3 separate regions of the Mus musculus genome follow, and all the other regions are linked to region 3. A link is a contact called in public promoter capture Hi-C data. All regions are on one chromosome and are shown on one strand. The core of a region is the stretch at or near the end of the contact, and the rest is flanking DNA. Distances in the headings are between cores, read along the strand shown. Region 1 holds the start of Pdcd1 (programmed cell death 1). Region 2 holds the start of Neu4 (sialidase 4). Region 3 holds the start of Panct2 (pluripotency-associated noncoding transcript 2).

Region 1 (3,950 bases), core at 766-3,265, 2.8 Mb after region 3:
TGGAAGATAGCATATGTATTTGAGGAAGGCATGAGCCCTGAAGATTGCATGTGTGTTGTGGGATAGTATATGTATTTGAGGCTGTGTGGGTTCTATCATGTGTATTGGGGATTGCGTGTGTGTTAAGAGATAGCATTACGTAGGACTCTATTGGGGAATAGAGTGTGTTAGAGATCTCATATCTGTATCTGAAGATAGCATGAGCCCTGAGGATTGTGTGTGTTTATTGCAGGATAGTATATGTGTTTGAGATTGTGTGGGCTCTATCATGTGTGCTGGGGATTGCATGTGTGTGGCTATTGGCATAGGGAAAGTAATTAGGGCTACCCCAGCAACAGCCTTGCTCCTCACCACACTGCTAGGGAGGAAAGGAGAAAGTAAGGACCAGAAGAAGGTACAGCAGAAGGGGAAAAGAGAAAGATAGGCAGAGGTCCTTTCACTCTCCACGGAAAGATATTCCAGTACCTGCAGGCCTGAGGTGTTGTGGAAAGCAATAGGGATGTGCTGACAGCCTGCTGCTCGGGCTCCTGCTCCTCTCCAGTCCTCATGATCTGCTCTGTATAGTCTGAGTCCCATAGGAAGATTCTAGATAGAACATCAGAGCAAGGCAGGGTGGAATCTGTCCAGAATTCACAATAGGCTCATAGCCAGTATCTAATCACCTAGCCTTGACAGGGGTCTTGCTACCCTGAGCATGCCAGAAAGACATAAAGGTATAAAGGAGGCTCTGTAACAGCCAGGCGTGGGGAGGGGATCCCCCTAGCTTCTGCCCACAGGCCCCATGCTGAGACTGGAGGCGGCCAGTCTGTGCCTCACACTCTTTTTCCATTTCTGTGCTGTTCAAAGTAATGTTTCCTTCCCCACCAAGCTAGTGCCTCTGAACCTGGGTGGCTGAGGCAGTTGCCAGATGGTTTCCAGGCGGGCTGCCTATTTTAGGGTGGTGAGACCCACACATCTCATTGCTAATATTAGCAGTTTCGTTTTCCCTTTTTTTCCCATTCACTGTGGCGAAACACAGAGAGCAGAATGATTAAATCATCAGAATGCCCCAGAAATGACTAGCCAGCCAGGTACTATGCATGCACACAAGTCGGCCCACCCCACCTAATCCCAGAGAGACAAGCAGGAGGTGAGGTGGGCCTCCACCTCCTAGGGACTGAGGAAAGTTGACTGGGAAAGACCTAGAAATTGAGTCTACCCCAGCCTGGTGTTAGGTTTTTCTCAGGGGAAGAGAAAGATGCAGGGCAGCAGAGCTAGCAAACCTAAGACAACTATAGAAGCAGAGAAAACAGTGAGATCCGGGCAGCAGATCCAGCATCTTGAAAGGAAGAAAAGCCTTAAGAGAAAGCAAGACCAGGCCCAGGGTCTTTCTGAACCTACAGGGGTGTCTGGAGAGGAAAGGCATCGTCTCGGGTCCTAGGAAATGTTCACTATAGCCCTTCGAGGCCTCCTCTGACCCATCAAACGGGAGCATGTGGGATAGCTGGGCTCTTGCTCCTCAGTAGTAAAGGACTAAGGCATAGCTCAGGGCATTCAAGGCCACGCATGGCAGACAAGGTAGGGGAGGGTCCAGCTTGCCCTCGCTGCGGCCATAGGTACCAAAGCCAGGCCTCGACACCCACCCTCCAAAGGGACAAGAGTCTGGCCCTAGTTTCAGTCTCTCTCAGCCCTGGGAGCTAAGGCTCGATCGGGGTACCAGGAATGGAAAAGACCAAACCTACCCACAAGAGGGGCTAGAAATGGAGAGGACCCCATAGCAGGACAAGAGGCAAGGACAGCTAGTCAGAGAGAACCCCCCCTCTCTGCTCCCCAATCTCTCACTAGTCCCTTACCTGCTCCTCCCAGGCATCGTTCCCTCCCACTCCCCTCCCCCTTCCATGCCCCTCCCCCACCTCTAGTTGCCTGTTCTCCCACCCTTGTGGAGGTGGAGGAAGAGGGGGCGGGAGCCAAGAACAGGTCTCCTCCCTCCAACATGACCTGGGACAGTTTCCTTTCCGCTACAGACAACTCTGCCTGAGCAGCGGGGAGGAGGAAGAGGAGACTGCTACTGAAGGCGACACTGCCAGGGGCTCTGGGCATGTGGGTCCGGCAGGTACCCTGGTCATTCACTTGGGCTGTGCTGCAGTTGAGCTGGCAATCAGGGTGGCTTCTAGGTATGTGGCTCCTAGGGATGTGGGATCAATTGGGGTTGGTGGCTGGGGCAGGGCTTGAAGAAACGTTCACCCTCGGTTCCTATTACTGGAGGGGAGGAACACCTGTGTCCCTGGTTACACGGATTGGCTCCTGGTTACACAGATTGGCTTTAGGTGGGTTTTACAGGTGAAATGCCCCCTGGGGCTCAAAATCCACCCCCTCCTTGCTTTTAGACAGACAGAACATTTATCTAACGTCAGTTGATCTTCTGTGTCCCTCTCTGTGAAGCGATGGTAGGTCTGAACAGAGCTCTGACCTCAGCCACTGCTTCAGGATTCTGGCAGGCCCTGGTATCCTTGGCCTTTCTCTATGTTTTTCTATGGTTGGGGACATCCCTACATGGAGCCTGCCCTACACACTGTATAGATGACTGAAGATCCAAGAGTATAATCAGCTGTCTACCCTCATGGACAAGCTTCCCGTGCTAGCATTTCTGGGGGACTCCCGAGTTCATATCCCTGGCCTCATAGCATCCTGGGGGTGGGGGGTGTGTGAAACGGAGAGGTCCAGGAATCCTGCTCAAATTCCTCACAGTGAAAACACAGCTCCCTGTACTCCTTACTCCTCACTACCCTGTACCCCTTGGCCCCTGCCCACCCTCTGGACTGAGCCAACCTTCACTGAGAACCTGGTCCTGGGACCAGAGGGAACTTTGTTTCTCCTGGATGTCAACAAACTCCTAGGTCAGAGCTACACCTGCGGCGCATGGAATTGTGGCCTAGACAAGCTTATACTCTTGTGCTGCCTTAACATCTTTGACCTGCAATGATGTTCCTTTGCTCATATGACGTCCCAGTCACCTTCACCCCAGCCTCTTCACTACCGTGAAAACAGGATGGGACTGGGAGCTGGGTGCTGGGTGCTTACCACCACAGGCCCTCTCCTGGGTTGCAGGCTAAGGCTGGTTGGGAAGCCAGGGACATTTTCCCTCCACGTACCCTCTTAAGATAGCCCATGGTTTGCTGTCAAGACTGGATGGAGGAAACAGACCTGAACATGGTAGATGGTCTGAGGCCCTAGGGTGAAAGATGTCCCTTGGGGAAACCTTGTCAGGAAACCCACGGAGCAAAGTCGGAAGGATTATGTGTCATTGGAGAGAAGCAACTGAGACAGAAAGGGGACTATGACTCACTCTGGTGACCTGGCACACTGGGCATGTCCGCAAATGAAGCTTTGATGAGACAATATGGAGATACAGATGTATTTATGCAGGCCTACTGTAGATTGTCTCTGACAAATGTCTCAAAGTGGCATGCCTCCTTCACGACCTGAATAGCTCAACGTGGGACACCTCACAGGCCAGTGCCATTTGGCAGCCGTGGACCTTTAGTCTAGTGCATTTCTTCCCTCCTGATTGGCCGCCCTTCTTTCTCTCTGTTAGTCCCACAGACAGTCCCTCTCATGCTGACTGTTTTAAAAGTCTCCCAACCTCAACAGCGGCTGTCTAGTGTCTAAGATGAGCAAAATTCAGGCTCAGAAATGGATCATCTCATACTCAGACTAAAGACAGCCATAGTGGATCGTGCCCATCAAAGTTCAAGACCAGTCTGGGCTGCCTTATAGGAAGAAAAAAAAAAAAAAAAAAAAAGTTAGTCCATAAAACCATTGGTGAGCATGGTGATCTTGGGCTTGTCTAATGTTCAGACAGCCCTGATTCAGAGTTTATGGGTACATTTTTCCCAGTTGTGTCTAAGGAACACTATCAACATGTGTGCTGGACCTCTGGCTCTTACAGCCTGATCACACACTCTTCTGTG
Region 2 (4,091 bases), core at 1,584-4,083, 2.9 Mb after region 3:
AGGAAACAAAAAAGCAAAAGGAAGAGGTAAAAAAAGATGGGTTTGGAAATAAAAGATTCAGCCCTCATCACAGACAAGGAGAGCCTCTGGTGGGCTTAAGTTCCCTGCCAACAGGCAGTGTGAAGAAGCTGGCCAACACCTATTGGCCTGTCACTAAAAGTGCGTGGGAAATACCAGACAGTTCTGCCGACAGTGTTAGGAGGTCATTGCTCTCAGGGGAGGTGGGGCAGGAAGCTGGAGATAAGAGAGACAGAATGGTCCACCAAATGGTGGATTGACCCAAGCAAAGGACAAGCCCAAGTCCACTAGAGTCCACACCCATCTTTCCCCGTCCGCCCCACCCCAGCAGCCCATCCCACACATCAGATGTCACCTACCCTGCAATGCAGCACCAATGGCTTCCTCAGTGAGATCTCGAACACTGCCCCAGGTGAGGCCAGCGTCACAGCTGGTCACACAGCAGAGGCGAGCAGCGTTCTTGCCAGTGGCGATTTGCACGGCCTCCGGTGTGTGGCCCAGCACGGCAATGAAGAAGAGGAAGATGGTACCAGAGTGCTCATCCAGCACCGGGCAAGGGTTCATAGACCTGTGCTCCTCCAGTACTGCAGTCTCCAGTACACTCAGAGTGCCCCACTGAGGGAAGAGAAGCAGATGGTTGAGACTTCTGGAGCCTGGCCTCAGTCTCCAGGGAGATCTATAGAGCTGGGCTCAGTTTCCTCTGCACCTAACACTCACCCGCACTGAGCCCCTGGTCAGCGTGCCCCTCCGTAGCACCAGGCGGTGGGCATGGGAGTCATCAGGGCTAAGTCGCTGTTCCGCGAAGGCCAGCAGAGTAGGCCTGGGAGGCACACAGAGTAACGCAGGCACACGGTAGGTCAGGCCCGTCCTTTCCCTCTGGAAGAGCACCGTTCTCCTGGGAACACGCGTGGGCCCCATAACCTTCCAGTAGGAGCAAGGTACCAGGGAGTCTGTTGGGGAGGAGGCTTCACAAGTTTACATGGCCACAGGCACGACCCATGCCCACCTGATCATCTTTTTAAAATTATTTTTTATTAGATATTTTCTTTATATACACTTCAAATTTCAAATGCTATCCCGAAAGTTCCCCATACCCTACACCCCCCTCATTCCCCTACCCGCCCATTCCCACTTCTTGGGCCCTGGCGTTCCCCCACCCCCACCCCTGTACTGAGGCATATAAAGTTTGCAAGACCAATGGGCCTCTCTTCCCAGTGATGGCCGACTAGGTCATCTTCTGATACATATGCAGCTAGAGACATGAGTTCCGGGGGGTTCTGGTTAGTTCATATTGTTGTTCCACCTCAGCTATTGGATGGATCACAGGGTCACCTGATCATCTTAATGGCGCTTTCTATCTGCCTCAGCCCAGATTTCTCACAACCCATCCCCAGGCCCCTCACTACCACTGTACCCCAAATGTCTATGAATCTGGCCCCTCCCTCCTTTCTAAGCTTCTCCTTTGCTCGGCTAGCTAGTGCTGGGGAGCTGGGCAGAGAAACCATGCCCTGCCAGCTGGTGTGTCCTGGACACTCATCTTCATGGAACTCACCCAACAAGAGTTCTGGACAAAATCAGACCAAAAAAAAAGTTAGGGAGAAGTATTCAGTGTCAACACCTGTGGTATGTGAGACCAGACATCACACAGCAGGGGCAGATGAACCCTGGCACCTACCCACATGGAAGCAGAAGGGAGCTCCAGCAGTCTCCATGGCGAATAGCTTCAGACACAGGAGATGCACAGCAGAACAGCCCTTACCTGCAGCATACATACCCCCAAGTAGTTCTCATAAGCGCCAGAGAGATTACCAGGGGACGGGGTCGATCAAAAGGCAGAAAAAGAAAAGCCAAGAAAAGCAGAGAAGCCCTAGCTTAGCCCTAAGTGGATTCCTCCCTGTCAGAGCAGGGTCAGTGTGAGGCTGAGAAGGTAGAGGATTGGTGGACAGAATTCCAGAACTGGGAGGATGCGGCGAACAAGGAAGGACTAAGGCCTCCCCTCATGATCATCTACTGTCCTGCCTCCTACTCTATACCCTGCCATTTCCTAACCTCACCCACAAGCCAAGGATCAAGTAGGCATCAATCAGTCTCTGTGCGATCAGAAACCTGCTTATGAACACCTTACCCCTTCTTGTCCATACAGCTACCCCCTTCCCCATGCATCCCCATCGGTGGGTCCCTGGACCGAGTGACAGCTAGAAAATACTTCCACATGGAACTGGAGCCACCAGAGGATGGCAGTCCCAGAGAATATTTTCTCCCCACTTAGCCTCCCACACAGAACGACCTATTAGAGGTATGTTGGGGGCATGAACCGAATCTGCCAGAGACTGCTGTCTGATTGGCACCATGGCAGACCAGAAAGTGAGTGTATATAGCTGATGGGGAAAAAGAGCAGCGTCTGCTTTACCTGCAGGACATGAACAGTTAGAGCCCACTGCCATCTAGGCCAGACCACCACCAGCCAAACAGCTCATGGTCAGGCTCCCCAGGCCAGGACATAGCCAGACACACAGCCCACACCAGCCACTCCTGACCAGCCTACCAAGAGCCACACAGAAGAAACTAGCTCAGAACACCAAGAGGAGGCATCTTAGCATAGCACCTGGACAAAGATTAAGTCTCAGTAGGAACTTAGTATGACCTCACAGATTGGAACACAAGATAGACAAGTAGAAGACAGTCACTCACGTAAAGCAATATCAGGCTCCGCAGACCACCGAGGGCTGTGCTGACCACCACTAGAGCCAAGCCTTAGGTCCTCTGGGTCTGCCAGGCACAGTCTGGGCCACAAGCTCCGTGATGCACACTGTCCTGTTCAACCACTAATAGCTCTGGGGCTTCTGAGAAGCCTCCTGTCTCCTAGAAGACCCCAGCTCTGCACTCAAAGGGTGATTGTACCCAAGTAGAAGCAGGTGCGGAGAGCCACGCGTCCGCTCAGACCGAACAGGCACAAGAGAGACATTCTCTGTCTATTTGGATGGTTTCCCAAAGTCTAGGACCACAAGAACTGTGAATTCAGCCTGCTGGGAGCCTGATCCCACTCCCCAGCCTGGAAACAGAGCAGGACCCAAAGAAGCCCCAGATACCCATTGTACATAGGGTAAACTGAGAGCTATGAAGGGGACAGGGCTGTCAAACATTAAAGGCATCCTTTTCTGAGATTGCTCTGGGTTTCCATAGAGACCTCCATCAAAGAGCAGGACCTCCCCCATACCACTGCCCAAATGGCCCATTCAGGAAGTACCAGGGACAGGGATTGTCCAGGAGTACGGTGTTTCTGCACAGACTCATGCCATCCCAAGTGAAGTCTTCCTTAGGTGAAGGATCACCGAGAGAAAATTGAAGCTTTTCAGCTCTGGCAGAAATAGTACAGCTTGACCTGGGCAACCTATTGCCCTAGAACACCAAAGCCAGGCCAGGCCTTTGCCTCACACCCTTACAGACCACGCCATGTTTGAACTTGTCAGCTTCATACCAGGGAAGTCAGATTCCCTTCTTCGGGTCCTTGGCCAGTTAGAAACCATCAGAGATCAGGGGTTTTTCTCTTAAACTCTAATAAAATTGTCTTAGAAATTCCCTGAGTCCATTGTTAAGTTCTTTTGTGAATTTTTTTAAAGATTTATTTATTTTATGTGAGTACACAGCCACTGTCTTCAGACACACCAGAAAAGAGCATCAGATCCCATTACAGATGGTTGTGAGCTACCTTTTGGTTGCTGGGAACTGAACTCAGAATCTCTGGAAGAGCAGCCAGTGCTCTTAACCACTAAGCCATTTCTCCAGCCCCATGAATTTTTAATTAAATTAAATTAATCTAACTAATGAATTGATGAGAAAGAATTTTATAAATTCTTTTTAATGAAACTAAGAGGTCAATGAAGGCATCCCAGTTTTCCCAGTAACATGACAATAATGAAGAGACTCTAAGAATGCTCCTTTTGATGTGTATTATATTGGCAAATTGTGATGTGCAGCGTAAGCTCACTGAGAAATTGGCTCTGGAAGCAGGGCCACCCTTCATTTCAGGAAAGAAAATAACAAAACTGGCCAAGAATGAATGCATTATTGAG
Region 3 (4,174 bases), core at 386-2,885:
TGTGAATGTAGCTGATGAGGAAAGATTTGTTTCTAGGAAGGTTGGCAGGTAAAAGTACTATTATTGTTTTCATGGAATTCAAAGCAGTATACCTGAGTGCAGCCTGATTCTGGGAGCAGAGGACTCTTGCTTCAAATTAGCAGCAGAGGAAAAAGCAAAGGCAGGTCTTCCTGAAAGGTCTCCTGATGCAACGGTGTTTGCAGTTTTCATACGCCTACCCAGGGGGAACGCTGGCCCACTGACTCCCACAGTCTCTGCCACTTCCTGGTCCCTGGGCTCAGAATGAAAAACAAAAAACAAAAAACCGCTGTGCTGAGATCCCTGAAAGTGGCGCCCTCGCATACGAGATAGTGTCGCCCTGTTCTCTCACCTGGCGGAGGCCGGGTCTCACTCCCACACAGAGCATTGTGGTTGTCGCTTGGGGCGACCGGTGTAGAGCAGAGCAGCGCTGACACCTCGAGGTGCCTAGGTCCCGGAGGTCCGGGAGTGTCCGGGTAGCTGCGGTGACCGTGCAGTGACAGATGGGGAGGGCCGGGAGGCGGAGACTAGTCCGGCCTTAGGGCGCTGTCACCTGCCCAGGGGCGGAGCCAGAAAAGAAACCAGCCTTTGCCGATCGTACTCACACAGGAGTCTAGAGAACCTTTCTTGACCATGCAGGGCTCCAAAGGAATAGAGAACCCGGCTTTCGTCCCTTCCAGCCCAGGCACCCCACGCCGTGCGTCTGCTTCGCCCTCCCAGGTGGAGGTCTCTGCTGTGGCCTCCAGGAATCAGAATGGGGGTTCGCAGCCTCGGGAATCTGAGGAGCCTCAGAAGTCAACTGAGCCATCCCCGCCTTCTTCGAATCCCCCAGCTTCTGATGAGCCGCCGGGGTCACAGCTAAGCGAGCTTGAGGAGGGACCTTGCGGGTGGAGGGGCTTTCACCCCCAGTGTCTCCAGCGCTGCAACACCCCCCAAGGCTTTTTGCTTCACTACTGTCTCTTAGCCCTAACGCAAGGTAAAGTCCAGCGCCAGCTTCTGGGGGTCTTTGGCTGAGCTGATGGTTGGGTGGGGTCAAGCTTGGGGAGAGAAAGAGGCAGGTGCAGGGGAACCCACCAACTGTTCGGGTCTTTGACTCTGCTCTAGGTAACCCCCCACCCCCACTTCCCCATGCCTGGGTTTGGAACTTGAAGACGCTCTTGCCTGCGGGTGTTCGCTCTTGCCTGCGGGTGTTCGCCACATTCTGAGTGGTCCATATTTTAACACACCTCCCCCCTCCCCCTTAGCATTTTTACTAATTTTGTGTTCTGCCTCATTTTAGCAGAGTGGATTCCTCTAGGGAAGGTTCTGAGAATCCTCCTTTGGGAAAACGATAAGTCATAGTCTGTGTTTTAAAACCCTACTATCTAACTGAGATCTAGGGAAGGGATTTGTTTATTTGTTTGTTTTTACAGAGGGAGGATTAAAGGCTTTGCAAATAGGAGTGGACTGATTTTCCAAAAGGAGGAACGAGGATAGAAGTACTTACATTATGTAGCGTAGATTAGATGTAGGTAATCTTATTTTCTCGATATTTGAGAATGTGGGGACAAGCGCAGTCCTGTGAGTAAATGAGAGAAGGCTTCCAGCTGTGCAGGGTGAACCTTAATCAGCTCTTCAGTCTCAGGAGTTATCGAGTGTCTGTTTGTTCTAGGAGCCCTTTTAAACTCCCTTGGGACTAGCAGATTAAGCCAAGATTTATCCCCCCTGGAGTTTACAATCTAAACGGAGGTTCCTTGAGTGTGGTGGAGGGAGCGAGGGAGGTGTTTTTTGAAAAGGAAGCAGAAAGGAAGAAGTTGAAGTTGCTGGGTTTGCTTTCAACTCAAGGGATAGAATGAAGGGGAAGTTCTTCTAAGAAGACTATCTGAGGAGGGATGGGCTAAAAGTGGAACAGTTTGAAGGACCTGATGAAATTTAAGTTGAATTTGGTATGCAGACATTTTTGGTATAATCCCAAACTTTTTGTAATAGTCAAGGATAGGTTGAAAGGAATGAAACCCAAGAGTCAGTGGAGGGTTACTGGAAATGTTTCTCTGCTAAATTAATAGAAAACTAAATTGAAGTCTCTCATCTCCTGTTCTTATTTTATTTCTGTTTCCCCTACTTCAAGACACCCAGTTCCTCTTCTTCTTTTCTTTCTTCACCCTCTGGGTGCTAGGTAAATATTTGTTGACCCTAAGTAGGGTTCAGCTCCTTTTCCTGAAGGTTTTTGCTGTAGTTGAATTCCTTTCCTTATTGCAACATGGTTTCATTCTAGTTGATCTTGGTTGTAGTTAATCCCAAAGTAATGATAGTAGAGGATAGTTGCTAGAGCTGTATAGAATTAAAAAATAAAATATACCTTGTGTTTTACCTTAGATTTTATTCTGCGATGTCTGTTACTCCAAGAGATTTTATATTCAACATAAACTATTGTTTTAAACTATTATTGAAAAGAATTGGTACTCTCAGAGGGAAAATTGTGTCTACTTCAGTTTAAAGCATCATTTACTCTAGTTTAAGAAAAATAACCTGAGAAGAAAATACCCCAATATATTAGTTTATGCCCAAATTGAGGTTTCAGTAGCTGGATGTGTATTGTGTATCTTCTTATAGATATTTGCAAAATGAAGGTCTACTGTAAAAGTAGTGATATCTGTGACTATTTATTATTTATTTTTATTTCATTTTCACTTTATTTATTTACTTATTTGTAAAAGTTTTTTTCTGTGTAGTCTGGATATCCTGGAACTCATTTTGTAGGCCGGACTGGCCTCTAACTCACAGAGACCCCACATCCTGGGATTAAAGGCATGCATCATCAGGCCTAGTGTGACTAATTTTTAATTAGAGTTATAGTAGGTATATTGGAAGGTTGACCTTTGGCGTTTGGGTGAGAAATGTTTCATGTTATCAGGTAACTATGTCTTTGTGAAAGTCGTTTTTAGGTGCTTTGCACATTTCATTTTACAATCTTCAAATTGCTCACTGGTTTATAGTCTCTAAAAGGAGCCACAGACAAACACGATTTTAGGACCTTGAAAGGTATGATATCAATTTTGTTAAAGTATATTTTCAGTCACAGTCTTTTTTTGTTTTTTGTTTTTGTTTTTGTTTTGTTTTGTTTTGTTTGTTTTGTTTTTGTTTGTTTGTTTGTTTGTTTGTTTTTGAGACAGGTTTCTCTGTGTAGCCCTGGCTGTCCTGGAACTTACTCTGTAGACCAGGCTGGCCTCAAACTCAGAAATTTGCCTGCCTCTGCCTCCCAAGTGCTGGGATTAAAGGCATGCGCCACCACGCCTGGCTCAGTCACAGTCTTGATAAAGCAAAAGTACAGACTGTTGATATTATGAAATGTTTATGTTCACCCCAGTGAATGATGAACATAATACATAGTAACTCATAAGCATAATCAGCGAAAACTTTTCATTGCTTTTGGATTTTCACTTATCTTCACATTTCTGTTCCTATGGATTTAACTTAGGACATCTTGATATCAGTCACCACTGGACACTCACTCAGCCTTCTTTACCTGCTAGTCCTTCATTTCTCTTAGTAGAGGCAGGTGGACTGTACATAGCCTTTTCTTCCATATTTTACTTTGAATATGATGTAGAACATTGGTGGTCAAAACGATGCCCACGTTTTTGTTTATTTTTAATCCTGGCTCTTTGAAATCATCCATCTAAAATGGTCCTGGTGAACCAACCTATATTCCCAGCACCTGAGTACCCAAGCCAGTAAGATTGTTGATTCTAGGTGAGTCAAGGGACTTCAAAGAACCATATCTCAAAGTGCGTGAAGGAGGCTTTAGCATTTGTGAAAGTGTTAGAAGAAAAGGCTTGAGGGCTCAGCTTCCTCTTCTTGAACTTAATTCAGGGTGAGTTGAAGTTACAGATAAATATGGCTGAGACTATGGAGGTAATTGAACCTGGCAGTCATGCCCATTTGTGTGATTCTAGTATTTGCTCTTTCCAGAGAGTTTTGTGGAGAGGAGTGTCCTGAATGAACTTAAGATCTCTCTAGCACACTGGTTTCATGGGACTTTACCAGTCTGGCTTATGTTGGTAAATTAGAGAAAAGTGAAATTAGACAAATAGCCATAAGTTAGTACACAGTAATGCAGTAGGCATTGCTTTTGTAAATACCTGAAGACGTGACATTTTATAATGTGAAAGGCGAA

Evidence for each region. Promoter capture Hi-C pulls out the DNA fragments that hold promoters and counts their contacts.
Region 1: a contact with region 3 is called in a promoter capture Hi-C map of hippocampal neurons, with 25 times the contacts expected there. The contact joins the promoter of Pdcd1 here to the promoter of Panct2 in region 3. A contact is called at or near these places in 3 of 39 promoter capture datasets (cranial neural crest, hippocampal neurons and pre-B cells).
Region 2: a contact with region 3 is called in a promoter capture Hi-C map of hippocampal neurons, with 17 times the contacts expected there. The contact joins the promoter of Neu4 here to the promoter of Panct2 in region 3. A contact is called at or near these places in 2 of 39 promoter capture datasets (hippocampal neurons and pre-B cells).

What each region holds. Positions count from the first base shown.
Region 1 is chr1:94,050,618-94,054,567 of GRCm38.p6, reverse strand. Pdcd1 (programmed cell death 1) reads left to right here and starts at 2,015. Exons shown (of 5, transcript NM_008798.2): 1 at 2,015-2,153. The coding sequence starts at 2,078.
Region 2 is chr1:94,019,235-94,023,325 of GRCm38.p6, reverse strand. Neu4 (sialidase 4) reads right to left here and starts at 2,833. Exons shown (of 4, transcript NM_173772.3): 1 at 2,710-2,833; 2 at 736-968; 3 at 378-633. The coding sequence starts at 936.
Region 3 is chr1:96,868,587-96,872,760 of GRCm38.p6, reverse strand. Panct2 (pluripotency-associated noncoding transcript 2) reads right to left here and starts at 1,635. Exons shown (of 4, transcript NR_131964.1): 1 at 1,505-1,635; 2 at 371-571; 3 at 93-276. Slco4c1 (solute carrier organic anion transporter family, member 4C1) reads left to right here and starts at 590. Exons shown (of 13, transcript NM_172658.3): 1 at 590-994. The coding sequence starts at 652.